Regions from separate parts of the Mus musculus genome. Here regions 1, 2, 3, 4, 6 and 7 are each linked to region 5. A link is a contact called in public Hi-C, HiChIP or PLAC-seq and promoter capture Hi-C data. All regions are on one chromosome and are shown on one strand. The core of a region is the stretch at or near the end of the contact, and the rest is flanking DNA. Distances in the headings are between cores, read along the strand shown.

What was found. Promoter capture Hi-C pulls out the DNA fragments that hold promoters and counts their contacts. Hi-C and Micro-C count contacts between places; a contact is called where the count stands out from the background. HiChIP or PLAC-seq counts read pairs in DNA pulled down with a chosen protein or histone mark. Capture Hi-C pulls out chosen DNA fragments and counts their contacts.
Region 1: a promoter capture Hi-C map of liver shows a contact between it and region 5, with 4 times the contacts expected there. The contact joins the promoter of Slc46a3 here to the promoter of Rnf6 in region 5. A contact is called at or near these places in 2 of 39 promoter capture datasets (erythroid cells and pre-B cells), 2 of 484 Hi-C or Micro-C datasets (B cells and CD4 T cells), 1 of 115 datasets of contacts at active chromatin or transcription factors (bone marrow-derived macrophages) and 2 of 9 other capture datasets (adipose tissue and liver).
Region 2: a contact with region 5 is called in a promoter capture Hi-C map of pre-B cells, with 4 times the contacts expected there. The contact joins the promoter of Flt3 here to the promoter of Rnf6 in region 5.
Region 3: a contact with region 5 is called in a promoter capture Hi-C map of pre-B cells. The contact joins the promoter of Arpc1a here to the promoter of Rnf6 in region 5. A contact is called at or near these places in 2 of 39 promoter capture datasets (maxillary cranial neural crest and pre-B cells) and 1 of 115 datasets of contacts at active chromatin or transcription factors (pro-B cells).
Region 4: a contact with region 5 is called in a Hi-C map of Th1 cells, with 11 times the contacts expected there. The contact joins the promoter of Tecpr1 here to the promoter of Rnf6 in region 5. A contact is called at or near these places in 1 of 39 promoter capture datasets (pre-B cells) and 1 of 484 Hi-C or Micro-C datasets (Th1 cells).
Region 6: a FOXA1 HiChIP or PLAC-seq map of pancreatic cancer cells shows a contact between it and region 5. The contact joins the promoter of Pan3 here to the promoter of Rnf6 in region 5. A contact is called at or near these places in 3 of 484 Hi-C or Micro-C datasets (B cells, CD4 T cells and CD8 T cells) and 2 of 115 datasets of contacts at active chromatin or transcription factors (astrocytes and pancreatic cancer cells).
Region 7: a contact with region 5 is called in a Hi-C map of B cells, with 7 read pairs. The contact joins the promoter of Pomp here to the promoter of Rnf6 in region 5. A contact is called at or near these places in 2 of 39 promoter capture datasets (erythroid cells and pre-B cells), 1 of 484 Hi-C or Micro-C datasets (B cells), 2 of 115 datasets of contacts at active chromatin or transcription factors (large pre-B cells and pancreatic cancer cells) and 2 of 9 other capture datasets (liver and macrophages).

Annotation. Positions count from the first base shown.
Region 1 is chr5:147,893,362-147,896,174 of GRCm38.p6, forward strand. It overlaps Slc46a3 (solute carrier family 46, member 3), which reads right to left and starts at 1,454. Exons shown (of 6, transcript NM_027872.4): 1 at 1,120-1,454; 2 at 472-684. The coding sequence starts at 660.
Region 2 is chr5:147,399,025-147,402,061 of GRCm38.p6, forward strand. Flt3 (FMS-like tyrosine kinase 3) reads right to left here and starts at 1,465. Exons shown (of 24, transcript NM_010229.2): 1 at 1,196-1,465. The coding sequence starts at 1,241. It overlaps Gm26597 (predicted gene, 26597), which reads left to right and starts at 530. Exons shown (of 2, transcript NR_165432.1): 1 at 530-875; 2 at 1,763-2,895.
Region 3 is chr5:145,082,524-145,085,464 of GRCm38.p6, forward strand. It overlaps Arpc1a (actin related protein 2/3 complex, subunit 1A), which reads left to right and starts at 1,346. Exons shown (of 10, transcript NM_019767.2): 1 at 1,346-1,449.
Region 4 is chr5:144,222,340-144,225,427 of GRCm38.p6, forward strand. Tecpr1 (tectonin beta-propeller repeat containing 1) reads right to left here and starts at 1,276. Exons shown (of 25, transcript NM_027410.2): 1 at 1,156-1,276.
Region 5 is chr5:146,220,198-146,223,271 of GRCm38.p6, forward strand. It overlaps Rnf6 (ring finger protein (C3H2C3 type) 6), which reads right to left and starts at 1,260. Exons shown (of 5, transcript NM_028774.3): 1 at 1,023-1,260; 2 at 205-287.
Region 6 is chr5:147,428,853-147,431,787 of GRCm38.p6, forward strand. It overlaps Pan3 (PAN3 poly(A) specific ribonuclease subunit), which reads left to right and starts at 1,304. Exons shown (of 19, transcript NM_028291.5): 1 at 1,304-2,157. The coding sequence starts at 1,728.
Region 7 is chr5:147,859,202-147,861,965 of GRCm38.p6, forward strand. It overlaps Pomp (proteasome maturation protein), which reads left to right and starts at 1,427. Exons shown (of 6, transcript NM_025624.3): 1 at 1,427-1,490. The coding sequence starts at 1,488.

The DNA of each region.
Region 1 (2,813 bases), core at 204-2,703, 1.7 Mb after region 5:
GTAAGCACTCGCCAGCCCAGATGTGGATGCAGGACTCAACTCCAGGGAGCCCAGTTTATCTTATCTAAGGCTGCCTCCAGACCTCAACAATTGCTGCCCCGCCCCCATGGGAGGCAGCTGACTCTGGTCAGTTTTTCTGGACTTTTGTTATTCAAGAGACCAAGGAAGAGTGGGTGAGATTGTAGTGAGATTTCCTAAGGATAAAAGAGTTGGTCCCACAAGGTGGGTGGGGATTGGGGACAGGAGTGGAGGTGCCTTAGAGAGTTAGAAAGAGCCAGATTAAAGGTGTCAAGAGGAACTATTAACCGAAATAGGAACAGAGAGAAGGTGGCTTAATTTCAGTGTGTGTGTGTGTGTGTGTGTGTGTGTGTGTGTGTGTGTGTGGTCACACCTTGGAGAGCCTCTTTGGTTTGGAACCTGTTTCCATTCCCTGTGACTCCAGGATGGGAGGTTTTAATTTTAATTTCTTACCTCCCGGAATGCAAAGATGGAGCTGCTTTTGTTTTGGTCACACTCAGAGCCATTGCTATTGGAAGCAAAGGTGTAGTTACCGGTTTCCTCCCAGATCCTCCGGTACACGTACTGCGCTGTCAGCGGGATGGTCAGAGTCATAGCAAACGCGTTCAGGAGAATGGCGGGCTCTATGAATGAAATCTTCATATTGCTCAAGTGGGCAGATCGAGTCTATTGCAGAGCGGGAAGCGGGAGGAGAGAAACGGGGCGAGTGTGGGGGGGGGGGATAGAAATCATCAGTTGATTTTTTATCCCAGAGGCTAAATTCTCAAAAGTGGGGAAGTTGGAACAATGTGTCATAAACAAACATTAGCAAGCAAAAAGAGTTCCAGATTTCTGAGAGAGTGCCCTTGCCGGGAGAGGGTACCCTAGTTCTCTCCGAGGAGCAGGGACTAAGTCAACCTCCGCCCCCGACTCCGCTTAGCTAATGCTCACAGTGCTGAGCAGAACAGCACCGGCCGGTTCCCATAAGGTAAACAATGAAGTTACCCGGGGACCCGGAGGTTATGTAATTACTATTATTTTGGCTGCAGGTTAAGGGCCTTGTAAAAAGCAGCTCCCGATCGGAAGGGGAGTTTAGTTTCTGTTTTCGTTTTTAAAACTCACCCCACGGTTACAGTTTTCCTGCTAGGCTAGGCACAGGTGGGACCGTAGTCGGGACTGTGTTCTCCGTTACCCAGTGCGGGGCGTAGCGCCCCCGGGTTTTCAGCACGGTTCGCCAGCTGGGAAGAGCCAAAGGAAGGGGCAGCGAGGTGGAGCTAGACCGCAACAGGGGGACGTCCCTTGGGACGGGACACTCGAGCCCTGTTAGAAGGCAAAGAGAAATAAGCGCACCTCCCGGACTCTGTTGGCCCTGGACTCAGTCCCCGCCGCTCCCCGCGCCGCCGCACTCTTGGTCTTTGGGCCCTAGTGGTGACTCGGCCGCCGAGCATCATCACTCTGCCAAGAGCTGGCAATCTTCGGCCGGAGCTGTCACCCGCTTCCCTAGCTCGCTTGTGATTGGGTATGGCGGCCGGCGCCCCCGTAGCGATTGGTCTAGCGCAGTGTCATTCTCTTGCACCCGCCCCCGAAGGTTCAGCGGCTGAATCTCCCCGAGTTGCTGGGCAAGTTGGGTGATCCCGGCAGCTCTGCGAAGGTTCTGCTAAGCGTATCTGGATAGGATTATTGGTTTTCGCTGAAGCGCCGTGGAGTCATAGGTATCTGGATCGAGAGTTCGAGACTAGCCCAACGATATAACAAGACTCCTGTCCAAAGCAGATAATGATAATAATAATAATGATAATAATGATGATAATAATAAGTGGTTGGAAACGTCATACGCTAGGGTTGCAGTTCACTGCAGCATTCCGGTGGACCCAGCAAGCGTCTGCACAAGCAATGTGAGAGAGAAGACACTGAAAGTTCATGAGAGGAGAAGAGTTCCGAGTAGGGGAGTTGTTGGCCTTGGGAAAATTTAAACGAAATATTCACTACATTTTACGTAGTCATTTATTTTATGTGTATGCCCACGCCGAGCAGAGGTCAGAAAATGGTGCTAGAATTTGTGTTACAGGCAGTTGTGAGCTGCCCTGAGAGCGTAGAAACGGAACCCAGAGCAGTAAGTGTTCTTCATTAGTGAGCTTCTCTCCAGCCACCCCTGCTGAGTTGCGGGGGAGGGGATTGTTAAATCTCTCTGAAAGTCGGCTCTTTCTCTGTTGAGAAGATGTAAGTAAGTCTCACAAAGCCATGGCAACACCCTAGACAGTAGGACCGCCGCTAATGGCCGCCAACGCGCACAGCTGGAGCACACCTGCAGCTGATAGGGGGTTACTTCCTGAGGAAGAGAAGCAAGCTGAGAGTTCTGTGATTTGGGGACCCGTCCAAAAAAGGAAGACCTTAGGCTGGAGTGGTTGCGTCAGGAAGTGGGGGACAATCCTGCAAATGCGCCTCTTACTCTTATCTAGAGATCAAGGTCAGATGTGGGCCAGAGCCTTATTGATAAAGGAGTAACACTCCAGACTATGGGCTATTTTTGCCCAGATGAGAGTACTGGTGCAATGCTCCTAACCACTGAACCACCCTCTCTCGAGGCAGATCTGGAACAGCTTCAGAGTGGGAAGGGCGGCTAAAGGAGCTGACTAGCAGAAAAGGATATTCTGTACTGGAGAGAAGGCGATCTGATGACTCTAGATAGCCACAGAGAGAATTGAGGAAGTAACTCTCAACATCGCACTCTTGACAGTTTCACAGCACTGTACAATCTTCATATGCCTAAAATAACAAACATTGCTGCTAGCTGATCTACAGAGTTTGATTGATTT
Region 2 (3,037 bases), core at 215-2,714, 1.2 Mb after region 5:
CAAGTCCTACTCTGATTCTGAGTTACTTCCCTAGAACCCTTTAGCCCTTTAGAAAAATCATCTCTGCTATGGGAAAGTCACTAATCTAATCTCATACACAGCCAAAGCTAACCATTTTGCATTAATAGAGCCTGAAAAGAAAAGCACGCCACGCCATGCGTTTGAGATGTCCCTGTGCATCAACTCGCTTAAGAAAGGTACAGCGTTCTCCCCATCCTTTTCCTTTATAGCCTACATTTTTTAATTTTATCATCTTTTTTTTTAAAGTAATTGGAAACCGTTTCTGCTCATTTAATGTTGCAAAATGTTTTCTCTATTTGTCACGGAAGGTTCAAGCCAGAATCCTAAATGTTGGAAATGAAGGGGAAATAGGCCACTGGGCAGACTGAGGCCAAGCCAGGAGTGCCTCAGAAGGCTGCAAAACTAGGGCAGGGCCTGATCTCCCCCCACCCCCACCCCCGACTTCTAGAACTGTCTCCAACTCCAACTCAATCCAACCCCCTTGTCTTCCCAAACAGAAAGCTGACGCGAGACCGATTAGAACTGGGCAGAATGGGGACTTTCCCCCCTATAGTTAGTTACTATTTTCAATCACAGCTATGCTTCTACCCGAACAGGCAACTTGGGAGAGTAGTCCTAGGAGTCCTTGAAAGTGTCACTAGGGTTTAATCCTAAAATAAGAAAAGTATGGAGAGGGGAAGGGTAGCTAGTTTTTAAATTTATAAATCTGTTTTGCATAGTATTTCCAAAGTAACTAGCCACTGAGTGAAGCGAAAATTGGTACAGGTGGGGGTCGTTAGCAGGGATGACCGCTCTAGCAGAGGATGCTCGCAGTTTTCCCATTAGTTTGCTCTGTCAGCCTACATCTCAAAGAGGTGAGAACGCACCGGCTCGAGAATCTATAGTACCCAGAGGTCGGGTCAGGGAGTCTCGGGCCACCTGCGCTGCTGAAGAAGACTCTCAGAGGCTGACGGAGCATCCAAGCCCAAGCCCAGGCGCGGTGGCCTGGGGACTGAGCTGCAGAGGAGCGCTGCGGAGGAGGGTGAGGGCAGGGGTGGGCAAACCAAAGCCAAGTTCACCGCTTGAAAGGGGGGACGTGAAAGAGGGGAGTGATGCGGCGGCGAGGGGAGCGCGCGGTGGGTATGAGGGAGTGATGCGCGCTCGGCCGGGGTGCAGAGGGGGTGAGGGGCCTTACCAAGCAGCAGCAGCCGCCGGTCGCTGCGCTGCGCCAACGCCCGCATGGCCTCCGGAGCGCGCGGTAGCCAGGCCGCCGGCCCAGCCTGTGATGCGGTCCCAGCGGCGCGCCCCGGGCTGCAGGTGGCTCGCTGAAGGATGCGCGTCACTGACCACAGATTCCCTCGGACTGGTGCAGAGCAGAGGGGGAGGAACCTCTCTCCAGAGGCCGCGGCCGCTCGCTGCTAGGCGGGCTGAACTGGCGCAGTGCTGCAGCCGATCCCACGTGCCCGCCGTGGTCCCCAGCCTGCGCTCCTGGCACCGGGACTGCGGCAGGGGAGACTGGGTGCGGTTCGGCTGGGGAAGTTGCCTGGACTCCGTGGTTGAGTCCCCGGACCTCTGCTTTAAACTCCTAAGGGTGAGAAGAGTGGTGACACACAGACCTCCTTCTTCATGCGCGGGGATCTTTGATGTCCCGTGATGGGCACTGAATCGGTGCCATACACTGGTAACCCCGTGAGTTTTATTCCACATCTGGTAGATCTGCATTGTGGACTGATTTTCTTTGTCTCCCTGTCCTTTCTTATAGGATGTCCAAGATTCCCATCCACCTCCGACCCAGAAAAGCAGACGCGGTTTCAAGGTCAATAAATTAGAGAGGTTAAACAGACACCCAAACAAATTAGACCGTGCACCTCAAAGGATGTTTGGAGTTGTCACCTCCTAGTTCTGGCTTTTAGTCTCATAGTGTCTCTAGGTAACAATTATTTCCCGTGCATCAAGCTGAATATTGAAAGCACAGGATAGCAGCCCTGGCTTCCCCATGAAGGAACCCTCCTGAGCCATTTGTCCTCTGTGTCCTAGTTCTCTCCCCATAATGACGTCAGTAATATCGCTCCATCACAGCAGTCCTCCGCTCCTCATTCTTTTCATCGTTTTTCTCTTCAGGCATGACCCCTGAGAGCATACAAGCACACTAACAACACTGTTTCTCCTCCACTCAGTCCACAGCACTATCAGCCTTCCCGCTAGGGGAAACTTCAAAGTGACGTCCTCCGGGCAGCCACTGTGGAAAATGACATGGGCTTGGTGCTTTAGGCATTTTAAGGTCAGGTGCCCGACGCATGGATTCCACTTCTGGAATTGCAACAGGAGCATGAAGAAACATTCCAACATTCCTGCACACCACAGTGAGACTGTCCACTGATCAGCGGCCAGACGGAGAAATATACATATGTAAAGCAGCACATTTCATCTTTAATAGGGAGGGCAATTCCCACACAGCTACCTCTCCAGCCTATTCATGGATCTTTTTTTTTTTTTAATCATCTGATAGCTTTGTGGGGCTAGAGATGTAGCTCACCGGTAGATTGCTAGCTTAGCTCTTGCAAGGCCCGGGGTTATATCATCAGCAAGAAAAAAAGTAAAAGAAAAAGAAGAAGAAAAAGAAAAAGGGAAAGAAAAAGAAACACAGACCCAAAACCTTCCAGGTGTGGAGAGTTCACTCTCCGAGACATGTGGTGCTCAGGCTGCTGAGATGTGTATCTGTGGTTATCGGTTATTCATCTGGAACCAGAAGACAAAGCTTAGGTCCAGCCCATCCCAGGACAGTTCTCAGAGGCCAGCCTTCACTTGGGAGATCACTTCTTCAAACCAGGTTTTTGTTTGCTTAGTTTGCTTTTAGGCTTTCCCCTTTAATAAAATGGAAAGAGAAGACACCAACGCTAAGATCTTCCAGTCCTGGTACATTTGCAATTACAATAATTGACTTAAAAAAATTTCTAGAGCTGGGTTTGTTGCTATACACCCATAATGCCATGAGGCGGAGGCAGGTAGAGCATTAGTCAGCCTGGGCTACATAGCA
Region 3 (2,941 bases), core at 96-2,595, 1.1 Mb before region 5:
ACAGCACACACACACACTCACACTCACACACACACTCACACACACACTCACACTCACACACACACACACTCACACACACACACACACACACACACACACACACACACACACAGACCGATAATAATTCTAAAGACCATAACGCAACTGTTTTCAAGGTGGGGCAAACACTTAGGGTAAGGAATCCGAGCACTGCTAAGCAATGCTCATGGATATTTGACTCGAAATAGACTATTCCCTTATTTCTGTTAGGGCAGTGTTTACTGTCCACTGGGTCAAATATATAGACCACCACAAGACAAGGACTGGGGTGCCTACCTCTAGTGGAACCTGGGTACTTAACTGGTTGCTTCATAATTTCTACCAGAGCAGGGGCAACAGTCTGACTGGATGTAGCATTCAGGGCAGTTCTTATAAATTGCATCTACATAGAATACACTCTTTCCATGTCACCATTGCGCCTTCTTGTGGTGTCATTGTGGGTGCAGGAACAAGTGGTCCTGATCTAGGAACAGTCAAGGGGACTCTTAGGTAGACTTGAGACTTTCTACTGAGGGTCCAGGACAGGGACAGTCCGCCAGGCAGAAAATAGTCACCAGTTCTGACCCACCCTCTATGAAGGAACACAAACATAGTTTCAAGGGCTGGCAAGATGGCTCAGCTTAAAAGATTGTATTGTTCTCGCTGAGGACCTGAGTTCAGTTCCCAGCACCCACATGGTGTAACTTACAATTCCAGCTCCAAGAGGATCTGTTGCTCTCTTGGCCTCCAGGGGCACCTGAATTCACATGCGTATACCGACACAGACATCCATATAATTCTTTTTTTTTTTTTTTTTTTTGGAGACAGGGTTTCTCTGTGTAGCCCTGACTGTCCTGGAACTCACTCTGTAGTCCAGGCTGGCCTCAAACTCAGAAATCCACCTGCCTCTGTCTCCCAAGTGCTGGGATTAAAGGCGTGCGCCTCCACCGCCCAGCCACATAAATATTTTTATTTTATTTTATTTTATTTTGAATTGTTCTTCAGAACCACAAAGCCTGAGAGATCCTAGCTCAGTAATTTGTAACAAAAAGCACTTGAGAAGCTCCCAACGCTGCACACTTGGGCCATGGTTCAGAAATGTGTGTGTGTTAAAACCTCCTTAAAGAAAGGAGTAGGACGCCCATCCAGTTCCACAAGCACGCCCTAGCGCTGACGAGCGGCTGCCTCACCTGAGCAGCAGCCGCTCTTCAGACAGAACACGCCAACAAAGGCTACGTTCTGCGCCTGCGCCTGCGCCAAGCGCCAGCTGAGAGCGGCCGCTCTGCGCAGGCGCTCCGGTCACTTCCGGGATCTGTCAGCCTCTCCCTCTAGGCCTCCCTCCTCCGTCCGCGCCCGCCGGAGCCAGTTCGCGTCGACTGACCAGAGTCCGCGAATCGTCCGCTCCGGACCTCCAGACCTCCCCAACCTCAGGTAAGGAGCCACAGGGCGGAGAGTCTGGCCCGGGTCGCCTCCATTTTTTTTTTTGTATGTTCTATGGCACGCGGGGGCGGCGGGCCCAGGGCTGTTAGGCGCGGGGTCTGGAGCTGAGGGGCCCGGGATCTCAGCCCTTCGTGGTTACCTCTGAGTCCCTGGTGCCCCCCTCACACACAGACCGAGCGTTTCTGAGCACTTTCCAGCTGCCCTCCATCTCGGATGAGAGAAGGAACAACTCGGCTTCCGACACCCCCATAGTACCATTTGCACCCCTACTGTGAGCATTTACCACAATCTGTAAAATTAGTTTAGACGGGCGGATCTCCCCCCCCATCCCCCGGTGGCTTGTCACGAGTATCTGTTCATCTCGTCAACATCTAGGATGTTGCCTAGAGCAGCCTCCGAACCGTCAGTTATTGGGGAACCCTTCCCAGCAAGAGAAAGCCCATCTTTCCAGTAACCTTAAGATTCCCTAGCTCTAGCCCCCGCCCCCGCAAGTCAGACTTGTACTCTCCTCTGCACCCGTATTCATAGGGTCCTTTATGTAGAACCCTCCGAGTTCCCGTTTGACTCTGCCACTTTGTCAGGTGTCTCTGGGAAGGTTGTTTCTTGGTGCCTCAGTTTCCCCAGCTGCAGTAAGAAGATTCTTAGTCTACTTGGTTTTATGGGTTTCGCGTGGAGTTCGTGTGCTTGAGTTGCTTACAGCAATTCCTAACCCAGAGAAGCTGTTCAAATGATCTGATAATAAATGATAGCCATTACTGGTGCTTCTGAGACTTTCAAGGCATATCTGCCTTCCTTTACTTTCTGCTCTCTTTCCTCCGGAGAAGGACATGAGGACAAGGATTTATTCATGTTCCTGGCCCCGTTCAGATACTGAACACTGTTGGGAACATGGGAGGCACTTAATAAATTGCAGCTTAGAATCTCTGAGTATAAAGCCATCTGTTGTCATGGTGTGTTTCTCTCCTATCTTCTCCTTGCCCAGTTTCTGAAATGACCTAGGTTGGCATCCTATTTTATCAGTTCCCTTAATCTTTTGGTTTCCTAGTAGGCCTTAGGATTTCAGGTCTCTATAAGTTATCAGTCCCGGGTGTTTACCCCATTAGATCAAGTCACTGGCTGTCTCAGGGGTGGGGGTTGGGGGAAGGCTTCTTCAATTCATATGCTGTTCACAGCTGAGAGGACCCATTGGAAATTGCAGACTCCTTTAGAGGATGGGTGGCAGTGTTTTGAATCTAAATTATCTAGTGTTAGGTCAAAATAAGTTCTCTACAGGAAGTGTGGAGATGGTCTGATGAAGCTGGAATTTCTAATGAAGCCTGTCAGAACATTGGTAGGGCGTGGTGACCTGTTGGAGCACAGGTATCGCTGGGCTGGGTAAGGAGAGCAATTAGAAACTAGATGAAAGCCGGGCGTAGTGGCGCACGCCTTTAATGCCAGGACTCGGGAGGCAGAGGCAGGCGGATTTCTGAGTTCGAGGCCGGCC
Region 4 (3,088 bases), core at 26-2,525, 2.0 Mb before region 5:
GTTTCCTGGTTGGTTAGCCTAGCCTAATTAGTGGGCCCCGGGCTAGTGAGAAATCCCAGCTTTAAAAAAACAAAGTGGATGGTGCAGGTTGACCTCTGACTTCCACAGCCGCTTGTGCATCTGCACACACAAAGAAATTAAAAACAAAAACAACAGCAACAACAAGAAAACAGGGCTGGAGAAATGGCTCAGTGGTTAAGAGCACTGACTGCTCTTCCGAAGGTCCTGAATTCAAAATCCCAGCAACCACATGGTGGCTCACAACCATCTGTACAGCTACAGTGTACTCATATACATAAAAACAAACAAACAAACAAACAAACAAACAAAAAGCAGAGCAAGCAGTGGGCAGTAGATGCTCTTGAGGCCACAACACAGCACACAGAAGCCACAAAACGTTTACTTCTGCGGAATCTGTCTTCAGGCTGCAAGACTTCTTCTGGTTTTTCTATTACACCCTCACTCCTGTCTGATGTGCACTGGCTATTAAAGTTGTTTCCTGGCTGCCAAGCGCAGGGACCACTCCAAGGTGATGTTAGGGTTAAAAAAGAAGACAGGAAATATCAGAGCTTGTATGGGAGTGGGGGCCCTTCCTGGAGAGTAAATAGAGTCGGGCCCAGCCCCAGCCGGCAGGAAGCGACCTGGCTTTGATCCCAGTTCCTGCACTTGGGCGACAGGTGGGTCCCCTGCACTGTCACCAGGAGCATATGTCGGAGCTGTAGGGCTGTGACCATCTGCCTACACTAATCCTAAAGCAAGCAGATTTGCTCCCAACGTCAAGGGAGAAGAAAGGCTACAGACAGGCTCCTGGATGTTCCATTTCTCTAAAATCATGCAGGCTCGGCGATCGGCGTCTTCAAATCTCTGCAGTCCTAAGGCTGCAAAGGCTGCAATGGGGGTCATGCTATGAAGCGGGTTCACGAGCAGACATTTAGGGGTTCCAAAGCAGGGGTAGGGGTGGTGCCCTGTAGGTGTGCAGCAGAGAACACAAGTACAGTCCCCTCTCCCTCCCTCGATCGTCCCAGTTAACGCAGCCAATGGAGGAGAGGGATCGGAAAACTGGGAGCACCTCTGCTCTGTGCCACCCAAATAACATCGATCGGAGTCTCCACGGCCCTTGTCACCGATGTTACGGGGACATCGCGCCGCACTTACCTGTGCCCACGCCCGGTGGGGCGGGTTCCCAGCGGAGGCTTCTGTACTCCTCGGTTTTAGCTACAGTCCGGCCCTCCCCCGGCCTCAGGCTAGAGGGCGGGCCGGAAGCAATAATCAACTCAGCGTTGATCGGCCAGATTCGGAGTGACGCAACTGCCTGGAAGCTCACGATTGGCTGCTGCGCTCAGCCGCAATTTCTCCGGCTCGGGGTGGCGCGCGTGCGCACTCTCGAGGTCGCGCCGGGTCCCGCTAGCCAGCGGCGCTCTGTGCTAGTCGGGAGGAAAGGAGCGGGTTGCTACGTCCCCTCTCAGGACTCCGCGGGTCCCAGCGCGTCCTCACATGCCTGCTTCCTGCGCTCCAACCTTCTCCGGCACGTCCCTCCTTCTTGCCTGAAGCACTTCTCGTCTACACCGGCCTGCACCGCTCCCGAAGCGGAGTCAGGTTTTTTCAGGGTTGGATTTCTTTAGTTGACACAGGAGTCTGTTTTCCAGCCTTCATAAGAAAGGATAGTCGTCATTTCTAATTCTTCATTTCTTGTTTAAAGATTTATTTATTCTTATGTGCCTTGTGCAGTTTGCCTTCTTTTGCCTGCATTCATGTCCGTGTGACGTTGTCAGATCCCCTGGTACTGGAGTCACAGTTGTGAGCTCCCATGTGGATGCTGGGTATTGACACCGGGTCCCCGGGTTAGTGCTCTTAACTGCTGAGCCATCTCTCTAGCCTCTTATTAACTTTTTAGTTTTTAAAAAAATATTTATTTGTATGTGTGTTCCTGTGTGCACGTGCGCAATGCGCTAGGTGCAGAGATCAGAGGACAGCTTTCTAAAGTTGGTTTTTTTCCTACCACCGTGTGGGTCCCAGGGTTCGAACTCAGTACTTCAGGCTTCTCAGCCTTTACCTACTGAGCCACCTCACCGGTAAATTCTGTATTATTTTTTTTAATTAGTGTGTTTTAGATTTTGATTTGTTTATGTGTGAGAGTATAAGCAGATGTATGTGTTGTGTGTAGGGGTGTGTGTACCTGTATATAACCCACACAGGCCTGAAGAGGGCATCCACCGGGTGCTCTCTGCTGCTATTCTGCCTGTTCTGAGGCAAGGTTGCCTACTGTCTTCATTAGGCTGGAATCCAGCAACCCCCTGACACCCCCTGGTTTCTGCTCACCTTGGGGTTAAGGTTAAGTCATTTGCAGGGACACCTGGTGTGTTAAGAGGACGCTGGATCTGATTCTGGTCCTCACTGCAGAGCAGGTGTTCTTAATGTCTGAGCCATCTCTCCAGCCCCTCGTTAGTTTTAGGGGGTCTTTTTTTTTTCTCTCCTTACAACATTTATTTAGTGTATGTGTGTCTGTCTCTCTGTCTTTGGTCAGAGGACAACTTATTGGAATTGGTTGTCTAGTTCTATTGTGAAGCGAGAATCCATATTCAATTGAGTTCAGGTTTTCAGGTGAGTGTCTTTACCCTCTGAGCCATCTTGCTGACTTGCCTGGTTGGTTGGTTGGTTTGACACAGGGTCTCACTGAATTACTCAAGCTGGGATGGAATTCACGATGTAGCTCAGGTTAGCCTTGAACTTGCAACCTTCCTTCCTCAGCCTCCTGAGTGCCGAGATTCTAGGCTGTATCATGACACTTGATGTTTTGCTATATCTGGGGTGAAGGAAGGTGTGTGGTACGAGCATGCTGTTTGGTCTTTGCTTGCAGTGCTGGGGATCGAAGCGGGGCCTTGCCCGTGTTCTGTCACCTAGCTCTTCTCCCTTCTTAGCTTTTCTGTCTAATCAGGTTTGGGTCACTTGGCCATCACTGTGCATTGCCTAATGAAGAGTTCCAGAAATGGTTTAGAAAAAATACAGGGCTCACCAGCCTCTCCCAGAATTGACAGAGCCACTTTGCCTTCCCCACCAGGATGGGCTGGACTCTTGAAGTATGAGCCAA
Region 5 (3,074 bases), core at 10-2,509:
CTGCTTCTGCCTCCCAAGTGCTGGGATTAAAGGCGTGCACCACCACGCCCAGCTTAGAAACTTGATTTTTGAAACAGATGTTTAATAAGTGGAAATCTAATGACAAAAAAAGTCAAGTTCTTTAAAATATTAAAAAACCAGAGATCTTCTCCTCCAAGGCAATATTCTTGGATTAACTAAGCATAAGTAAGGCAAAATGAATACCTTATTTTCCTTTGAACATTCTTCTAACAGATGAGACTGTATCCATGCTTCTGATGTTTGTGCCTCTTTTGAGAGCTGCTCATCTGAATAAAAACAAAAGTTGTATTATTCAGCAAACTGCCTCTTTGAAGTCCCGGAACACCCAGTAGTCTCCCGACTCCTCTGCAAAGCCAGAGCTAAATTCTCCAGAAGGTTCTGTTATACCATCATCTAGGTAATTAGAGACTCATACAATTAGATAACAAAAAAAAAAAAAAAACCTCCCAGAAGGTCTCTCCTCCTACACTGTCACCGCTCCGAGGATTGCGCCTCCTCCTTTCTCAAAGGCCTTCGTACCGTATCACGTTCCCATCTGGGTGTAGCTAGGGTTAGGTGAGGAAGTTAGTTTAGTTCTAAGCCTTCACTTCGTTGTCAACCGCCCCCACCATCCCGCTACTGGTTCTTTTCCTTATCCTGTTAATCGAGGCCCCCGACTAGGGTTAAGATGAAGTCCCTACTCCAGTAAACGAACTGGACTCAGGAACCCGACCAATCTCACCTCAATCTAGCCTCAAGTAACGCTTCCCCTGCGACCTGGATTTGGCTTTGGGGCCGGCCAATCAGCAACTAGCAAAGCTCAACCAGCAAGCAATAAGCCAATCGGATAAGAGGTAAGTGTCTCTCCCCTCGGAACCCCGCCCCCTAGCACGTCCTCCTCTCCGAGGCGTCTCCCGGAAGTAGTAGTGAGACTCACCAAATGACCCTTCCCCCGCCCCGTGTACCCAACGCCCCCTCCCCCCGACCCCACCTCCAGCGCGATGACCCGCGGTTGTTCTCACCGAGGCGGCGAGGGGGCGGAAGGTTCTTGGCCGAGCCTTCGAAGGCCGCTACGCCCTCTAATCTTCCCCTGAGGCGCGAAGCTCAGAGTCTGTGTTGCTGCTCGGAGTCGACCTGGCGGAGAGAAAGCTAAGAGAGGAGCGTCCGATCTCCGGCCTTCTCGCACCGCCTCGGAGAACTAAGACTGGCCACCGTCTGCAGCGACCCTGCCGGTGCGTCTGGAAACGGCGCTCCCCGGAAGCCGAGCCGCGGCGCCCGAGTTCCGCATCTGCTGTGCGCAGGTCCGGCTGTCGCGGGCTCGGGTCAAGGCACTCAGAGCCCGTGGCGGCTTCAGGACCGAAGGCGGAGGCGCCTTTCCACCCTTTGGAAATGCCAGCTCCTCTTCTCGTATTTCAGTGTCCTTTGACGAAGTCTGGAGAAAAACGCATCTGTCAAGCTGTTCGTTGCTCATTACTACCCGGGTTAACTACCCAGTTTGAAATTTTCCCTTAGTGTAGTTCACTGGGATGAGGAAACTAAATATCAAGTGCTTGTGATGAGAAAGCACTTCGAAGCTCCCAATATTAACCATTCACGTTCTTTCTCTCCCGCTATCCCTTGTCTAATTTCTTTTTTCATTATATGACACCAGATTTACCCAACCATTTCTTGTGGTCCTGGTAGGGCCCTTTCCTGACACCCCCATCAGCCAAATGGCTTAATCAGTTTAATACGCGCATACTGCTGTGATTCATAACTCTTTCCTCCCTTCTTTCATTATTGAGTGACTTTGTTTTGTTTTGAGACGGGGGCTCATATAGCCCAGGCAGGCCTTTAGCTGGTGAGCTTCTTGCCCTTCTTAGGGATGTGCTACCATGTTTGCTGGGTGCTTTGTTACCATGATGTAGCAAGCCTTAGCATCAATGAAACTACTAGAGTAAAAGGTGATACTGTCTATCAGGAGGATTCCCCTCCTCTCTCCCCATCTGTTTAATATTTAAAACATAGGAGAGTGTTACAGATTTCTCCTGTAGAAAAGTGACCCCAATTGGGGAGACCAATGGCTTTAAAGTGGGTTGGGTCTTATTTAGGGTGTCCTGCTTGGTGATTATTTTCTCTCCCTTTGAATATTGATCCAAACTGTCTATATGTCCTTTTATGTTGTTGTTCTGAGGATAAGACTTTCCTTTGAGTTTCCTTCTGGAAGTAAGGTTATTGTTGGAGTTCCTTTCCCCAACTTCATCAGGGAGCTATGTGATGGAGACAGTGGTGGGTGTATGTCTCTGTGTAGCCTGACTTTGTTTTTTTTCTAGTATCCAATTGCTTCATGATTCTCTAAAGCTTTCTTTGTATAGCTCTATTTGGGATTGTGGTGGTTTGAATAGGAATGGTCCCCGTAGATCCATGTGTTTGAATGCTTGGCCATAGTGAGTGGCACTATTAGGAGGTGTGGCTTTGTTAGAGGAAGTGTGTCACTGTGGAGGCAAGGCTTTGAGGTTTTAGATGCTCAAGCTACAGCCAGTGTGAAACATATTCAGTCTCCTCCTTGCTGTCTGTGTATGGATTAAGATGTAGAGCTCTCAGCTCCTTCTCTAGTACCATTATCTCCTGCACACTGCTATGCTTCCCACCATGATGCTAATGGACTAAACTTCTACAACTATAAGCCAGCCCCAATGAAATGCTTTCCTTTACAAGAGTTGCCTTGGTCATGGTGTCTCTTTACAACAATAGAAACTTTGACTAAGATGGGGAGATGTCTATTTTTTTTCTTACTCTGACTATGTCTTTCAGAGGCACACATCAAGCCAGCCCTCTCATCTCTCACCTTACCTTGAAGTCCCTTCCATTTCTTTTTAATACTGGAAGTGGGACTTGTGAACAGACGTTCCCCCCTCCCCTCCAGGGACATGTTAAACACTCTACAAGGCAGATTGGTTAAAAGTTCCATGATTGTGTTACAAGTCAAAGCCAAATAACCCTGGGATATCTCTCGCCATGTCCCCCCACAATAACCACTTATCACCCATGTCTGTGTGTAACCTAACGTCCTTGTGACTAGCAGGTTAGGCCTT
Region 6 (2,935 bases), core at 54-2,553, 1.2 Mb after region 5:
TTTTTATGAACCACTTCGCTCATTATGAAGTGGATACTTACTTAATCTCAAATGTACAAAGGAGACACAGAGAAGCAAGCAGGTTCCAAAGGCAGGTCTGAATTCAAGGATGCTGTAAACACTCTCCCCACTCCCCAACAGTTCTCAGTAGGAGTTCAACTCTTTAAATCCCCTCTAACAGCTGATGTTAACACTAGACACTAATTCACATCTTATGCCTCATTAGCCGGAGGATAAATAAGCCCTCTGAATTCAGGTCCGACTGCATCTGGTTAACTTTTGCATCCCCAGCTCCTTGGGAACATGTAATTAACATTAACAAATACCTGTTGGATATTTAAATGAGTGAACACTGCGTCCACGCAGAGATAGCAGCTTAGAATTTCCCTGGGCAGCATCACTAGGCTTACCAGATTGGGATCTATATAGCATGCATCTCAACCTCACCCTTTTGGCAGTGTGAAACTTTATATATTCTTTTGTGACTTCGTCAGGCTGCCACGATTCCTTAAATGCTGCCCACACCCGTCCTTTTCATAACAGGGATTTGTCTTTTGAGAAAATCTTTTAGAGAAGATTTCTAAAACCCTAATATCAATTTTTCACTTCACTGCGGTTCAATTGTCTTCACGCCTCTCCCCTTTAAAAAAAGGTGGTGGTGGGGGGAGCAAATTGGAAATCAATGAGGGGAAAACTTTTTTTTAAAAAGTGAATTTCGAATGCAGAGTAGGAAAACATTCCAGCACATTTGGAATTGGGTCTTCCCGTGCTGCCAAGGTAGCACTGTCCCAGGTGGCACCTTTGAGAGAAAAAAATCCCGAGGGCCATCAAAGCGGAGGAAACAGGTGCTGCTCTAAGCAGGGGTTTGGTGGCATCCAGGGTTCTGGCTCCATCTTTTGACAAAGAGCCCAGAAGCTAAGGCTATCTGGCCAGTAGTCCATCACCTTCGAGGGGGAGGATTTAAAAAAAAAAAACAAAAAAAAAAAAACAAAGGCTAGAGGGGTGGCGGAGCACAGGGAAAGGGAGAGGAAACGTGACAAACGGAAGCAAACTCTCCTCTCCGGGGAGCGAGGTTGGGCTGCGTCCCCTTCCAAGGACCTGAGACGGACTGTCATTTTGTGTTTTCCCCTCCAAGCGGACTACCACCGGGTCTCGTGAGAGCCTCGGCGCCGCCGCCGTGGGGAAGGCCTCCCTCCGAGGGCTCGGGCTGAAGCAACCGCCTCCGGTCAGCTCGCGGACGCCCCGTGGGGGCCACGCCTGCGGTCCCCCACCCCCGGGCCAGGCCTCCTACCCACAAGGCCCCGCGCCACTCGCGCAGGCGCAGAGGCGGCGAGCGTCTCAGGAAGAGGAAAATGGCATAAACAAGTCGGGAGGACCCGGAGCGCGAGCCGACGAGCGAGCGGAGGGCAAGAGTTTAAAAACAAACCGGCGGCTCCCTCCCGCCGTGCCTTTGCCCCACAGCTTCCGGTCGCCGCCGCCTCAGGGTCGTTTCTCCCCGCAGCCCCGGCCGCGCGCCCACCGCGGCGTCCCGCGCGGCCCCTTTAAGGACAGCGGAGAGGGAGAGGGAGAATCCCTGCTCGCCGCCCGCCCGCCCTTCCCCCTCCCCGGGCGGCTCCGGCTCCCTCAGCGGGGCCCAACCCGCCCGCCCGGCTTCCATCCGGCTCCGGCGGCGGCTCCTTCCCGCCCTCGTCTATGGTGGCGGCGGGGGACGCGGCTGCGGCGTGGCCATGAACAGTGGCGGCGGCGGTGGCCTCCCGCCGCCCTCGGCCGCTGCCTCGCCGTCGTCGTCCTCGCTGGCGGCGGCCGTGGCGGTGGCGGTGGCGGCCTCGTCGGGCGTCGGGGGCGTCCCCGGCGGGCCGGCGGCGGCGGCGGGCGTGAAGCTCAAGTACTGCCGCTACTACGCCAAGGACAAGACGTGCTTCTACGGCGAGGAGTGTCAGTTCCTGCACGAGGACCCAGCCGCCGGCGCGGCCCCGGGGCTTGGCCTCCATAGCAACAGCGTCCCGCTGGCGCTAGCGGCCGCGGCCGGGGCCGCCTTTCCTCCGGGAGCGCTCCCGGGCGGGGGAGCGGGGCCGCCCGCGGGGCCCAAGAAGCCGGAGCTGGGCGTCCCGGGGGCGGCGACCGCGGGCGGCGGACTCGATGGCCCGCGGGTGGCGAGTAAGTGAGGCCCGGGCGGGGTGGTGCGGTGCGGGGTTGGTGCGGTCCGGGCGCGGGGAGGAGGCCTGAGCCTGCCCGCTTCCCCTCACCTCCGGGCCGCAGGAGAGGCCTAGGCCCTGCGCAGCCCTCCTTCCTTCTTCCTGTTTCCTCTCTGGGCTCCGCCGCTCGGGGCAAACCCCGGAGCTAGGGGAGGCGGGTTCCCGGGAGCGTGGGTGGACGGACGGTCGTGGTGTAATTGGGGTGGGGTGGGGGGCGCTGGGAGTGGGGTGCGGGGAGCAGGGGGGATGGGCTGCGGAGTGGAAGCAAGGGGGTGTCGCTTCCGGGTTTGTGTGTGTGTGTGTGTGTGTGTGTGTGCGCGCGCGCGCGCGTGTGCGTGGAAAGGGGCTGGGTCTGCGAGCACATGTGTCGGTGCGTGCTCGCGTGGAGCGCGGGCTGCCGAAAGTTGCCGGCTGGGAACTCCTTCTAAAGGATGTCCGGGGCCAGGGGTGGGGGTGCGGGGAGGAGAGGTGTATGAAGATCAGCTTTATTCATTTATTTATTTTTAAGTAAGCACAGGTTTAATAGAGAGCTTAGGTTAGGAATTTCCCAAGACTTGCGCTCAGGCAGGTTTCTGGAAAGCCAGAGTAAGTGAACTGGGCGTCTGCAGGGATCTTGTCTTTCCCATGGCGTTATACCGAGTGAACTTGCTCAGCACTGGGCCTCAAGAGCGTCTCGCACCCCGAAGGCTTTCGTGAGAAGAATTTAGGGCTGTGTACGTTATAGCTGTTAAGTTAAGTGG
Region 7 (2,764 bases), core at 177-2,676, 1.6 Mb after region 5:
ATGTGAAAGGAACCCGGGTTCTCTGAGAGGAGACAGTCTGGGCATATCAGTGAAGTCATTTACATCATTTTAAAAATGATGTACCCTGAATGTGGGAGGCGCCATCCCATAGGCTGGGGTCCTAGGCTGAGTAACAAGACAAAAACAAGAGGACGACATTCATTTCTCTCTGCTTCTGACTGCAGAACCCAAGTGACCAGCCGCCTCATCCTCCGGCCAGCACAGCTAAGACCTGTTTTGTCTTCTTCTCCTTCGTGCTATGCCATACTCTCATAATGTGAGCAACAGGGCTGGAGAGATGGCTCCGCGGTTAAGAGCATCTGTTGCGTCCCTTTCCCAGCACCCAGAGGGTGGTTCCCAACCATCTACCTATAACTCCAGTCCTATAAGACCCTAAGACTCTTTCGTGTTGGCAAACACCGCTAATGTTGCAAAAGAGTGTGAGGGCACCAGGCACACACCTGATGCACACGCAGACAGTCAAACAAAACGTTTTAGAGGAATCCTTTAAAAATTAATTTTAAAAAGCTTAATGAAAAGCCGGGCGTGGTGGTGCACGCCTTTAATCCCAGCACTTGGGAGGCAGAGGCAGGCGGATTTCTGAGTTCGAGGCCAGCCTAGTCTACAGAGTGAGTTCCAGGACAGCCAGGGCTACACAGAGAAACCCTGTCTCGAATAACAAAAAAAAAAAAAAAAGCTTAATGAAAAGACTTAGGGAGATGACTCATGTACAACATGTAGAACCACGTTATTTGTAATTCTAAGAGCCTGACATACGTTAGCTCTGATGACCCTGACTTAAAATTGTCACCACCACCACCCCCATGTCACCGAAAAGGACTTAGTCCCAGGGAACCTCCCAAGTCTTTGCTGTCTTCCAGTCTGGCCACACTGACCATATCGCCGCCTTCTGCCTCCCGCTTTTAAGTTGCTTATTATGAACGAACCGGTGGCCAGACCTGACTTGGGACTCAGGTTGTGATTGCCCCCCAAGTTCGGAAATATCCACACCCCACAACCCTGGAGCCCGCCTCTGCCTGAGGCTCGGTGCCTAAGCTAGCTTGGTCCTTTCCTTAGGTTCTACACATACCCAGCCTCGGACCTTCGATTTATAAAACCGTAAAGGCCTGTTGTCCCACTTTTGACTCAGCAGAAGGACTTTATGTAAATCACCACCGTGCGTCCTTGGATGGCCCGTGGGAAGTCTGTGCATTTGCACACGCCCATCTAACACCGTCCCGCGAGGCCAGGGCCAGTGCACACCCGAGCTGCGCCCTTGGCCCTCGCTCACCGGGGGACAGCGAGCGTGGGAGCCCCGGCCCAACGCTACTCCCTGCTCCTCCCACGCCCCCTTTCCTTCCTGGCCGGAAGGACGCACTTCCGGCGGATGGGGCGGAGGGGTGGGCGTCTCGGCCCCGGAAACGGAAGTGAGCGGTTTGGCCGGCGGACTCGAGCAGGTTTATAGATCTCACAGAGCTGTTTCAAAGATGGTGAGTGAGCGCGGAGGGCCGCCGTCGCGGCGGGTACTCGTGGTGCGGGCACGATCGCGACTGCCCGGTCCCGGCGGGTGTCTGACGTGGGCGGGACCCGGGCTGCACTCTCTCGGGTGGTCCTGGCTCCGATCGGACGGCGCGGGTCAGTTCCCCGGGCCTCCCAGGCCACAGCGCCCCTTCCCAGCAGTGGAGGCGGATGCACTCCATGCACTGGGCACCTCCGAAAGCCAAGCCTTGTGTGCGTGTTGGGACACGCCACGTGCCTTCTCCCTTAGGGTGACTGCACCCCTACACCCGCCAAGGCGCACGACCGCCCGTTGCATTCGTACAGCTCAGCCTCGGTTTACAAACATCTCTCTGTGTGCCATGTGTCGCTCCCGTTTTGTTCGTATAGTTAGTGCTTGAACTCCCTCGCATCCCCCTCTGGCCTCTCCTCCCCTTCTGGCCTCTCCTCCTGCCCCACTTTCTGTTTCTCTTTGAGCATAGTCCTGAGTCACTATGGCACTCCTCCGCACGCCATCTGCCCACGTCCAGAAAGCTTGGATTGGCAGAGACCGCTAACCAGTGTAAAGGAATGTGAGAAACGCTGAAATATGAATGGTTTTTAGGTCTTCATAGACTTAACTTGTATCTGACACTGAACTAGAACCTTAAGGAGTCCTCATATTTTACAAAAGGACACCGGGACGATAGTAACAGCAATACTAGAGTTCAGAATTTCCCCTTTGTGTGTAGCGAAACTTCTCCTTTGGTGCTTTTCAGTACATCTGTCCCCAGGAGAACACTGTACTGTAGTGGTGTCAGTCAGCATTGGGACAGCTATAATCATAGACAGGGCCAGTCCTGGAAGTCTGTGCTTGACTGGCAGTCACGGAGTAGGTGACTGTCCAGGATAGATTACCTGTTGTCTTCCTGATCCCCGTGGTTTCCTGTGTGAAGAGTGGGGACACCAACAGTACCAGGCCCTTGAATTATAGAGTTGGAGCCCCGAACTCTATTTCTCAGATGTTAATGAGGTCTAGAAGGAGATTGTTAGCGATTTTGTTGGTGAGGTGGTGTGTTTTGGGGAAACCTTGTGCAGAATTGGGGAGACTGGTGAGGCTCAAGCAAGACCCAGTTGGGGCTGCTGACATTCCCCCCCATGCGAGCTGCCAGGTCAAATACACAGGTGAAGTAAGTCTATCAACTAGCTGCTTTCTCAGAATTGTTTGGTCTAGACTAGTAACAGAGACCAGGTCACCTGTATCTAAGCAGTTTGTGCTGTCAGATGT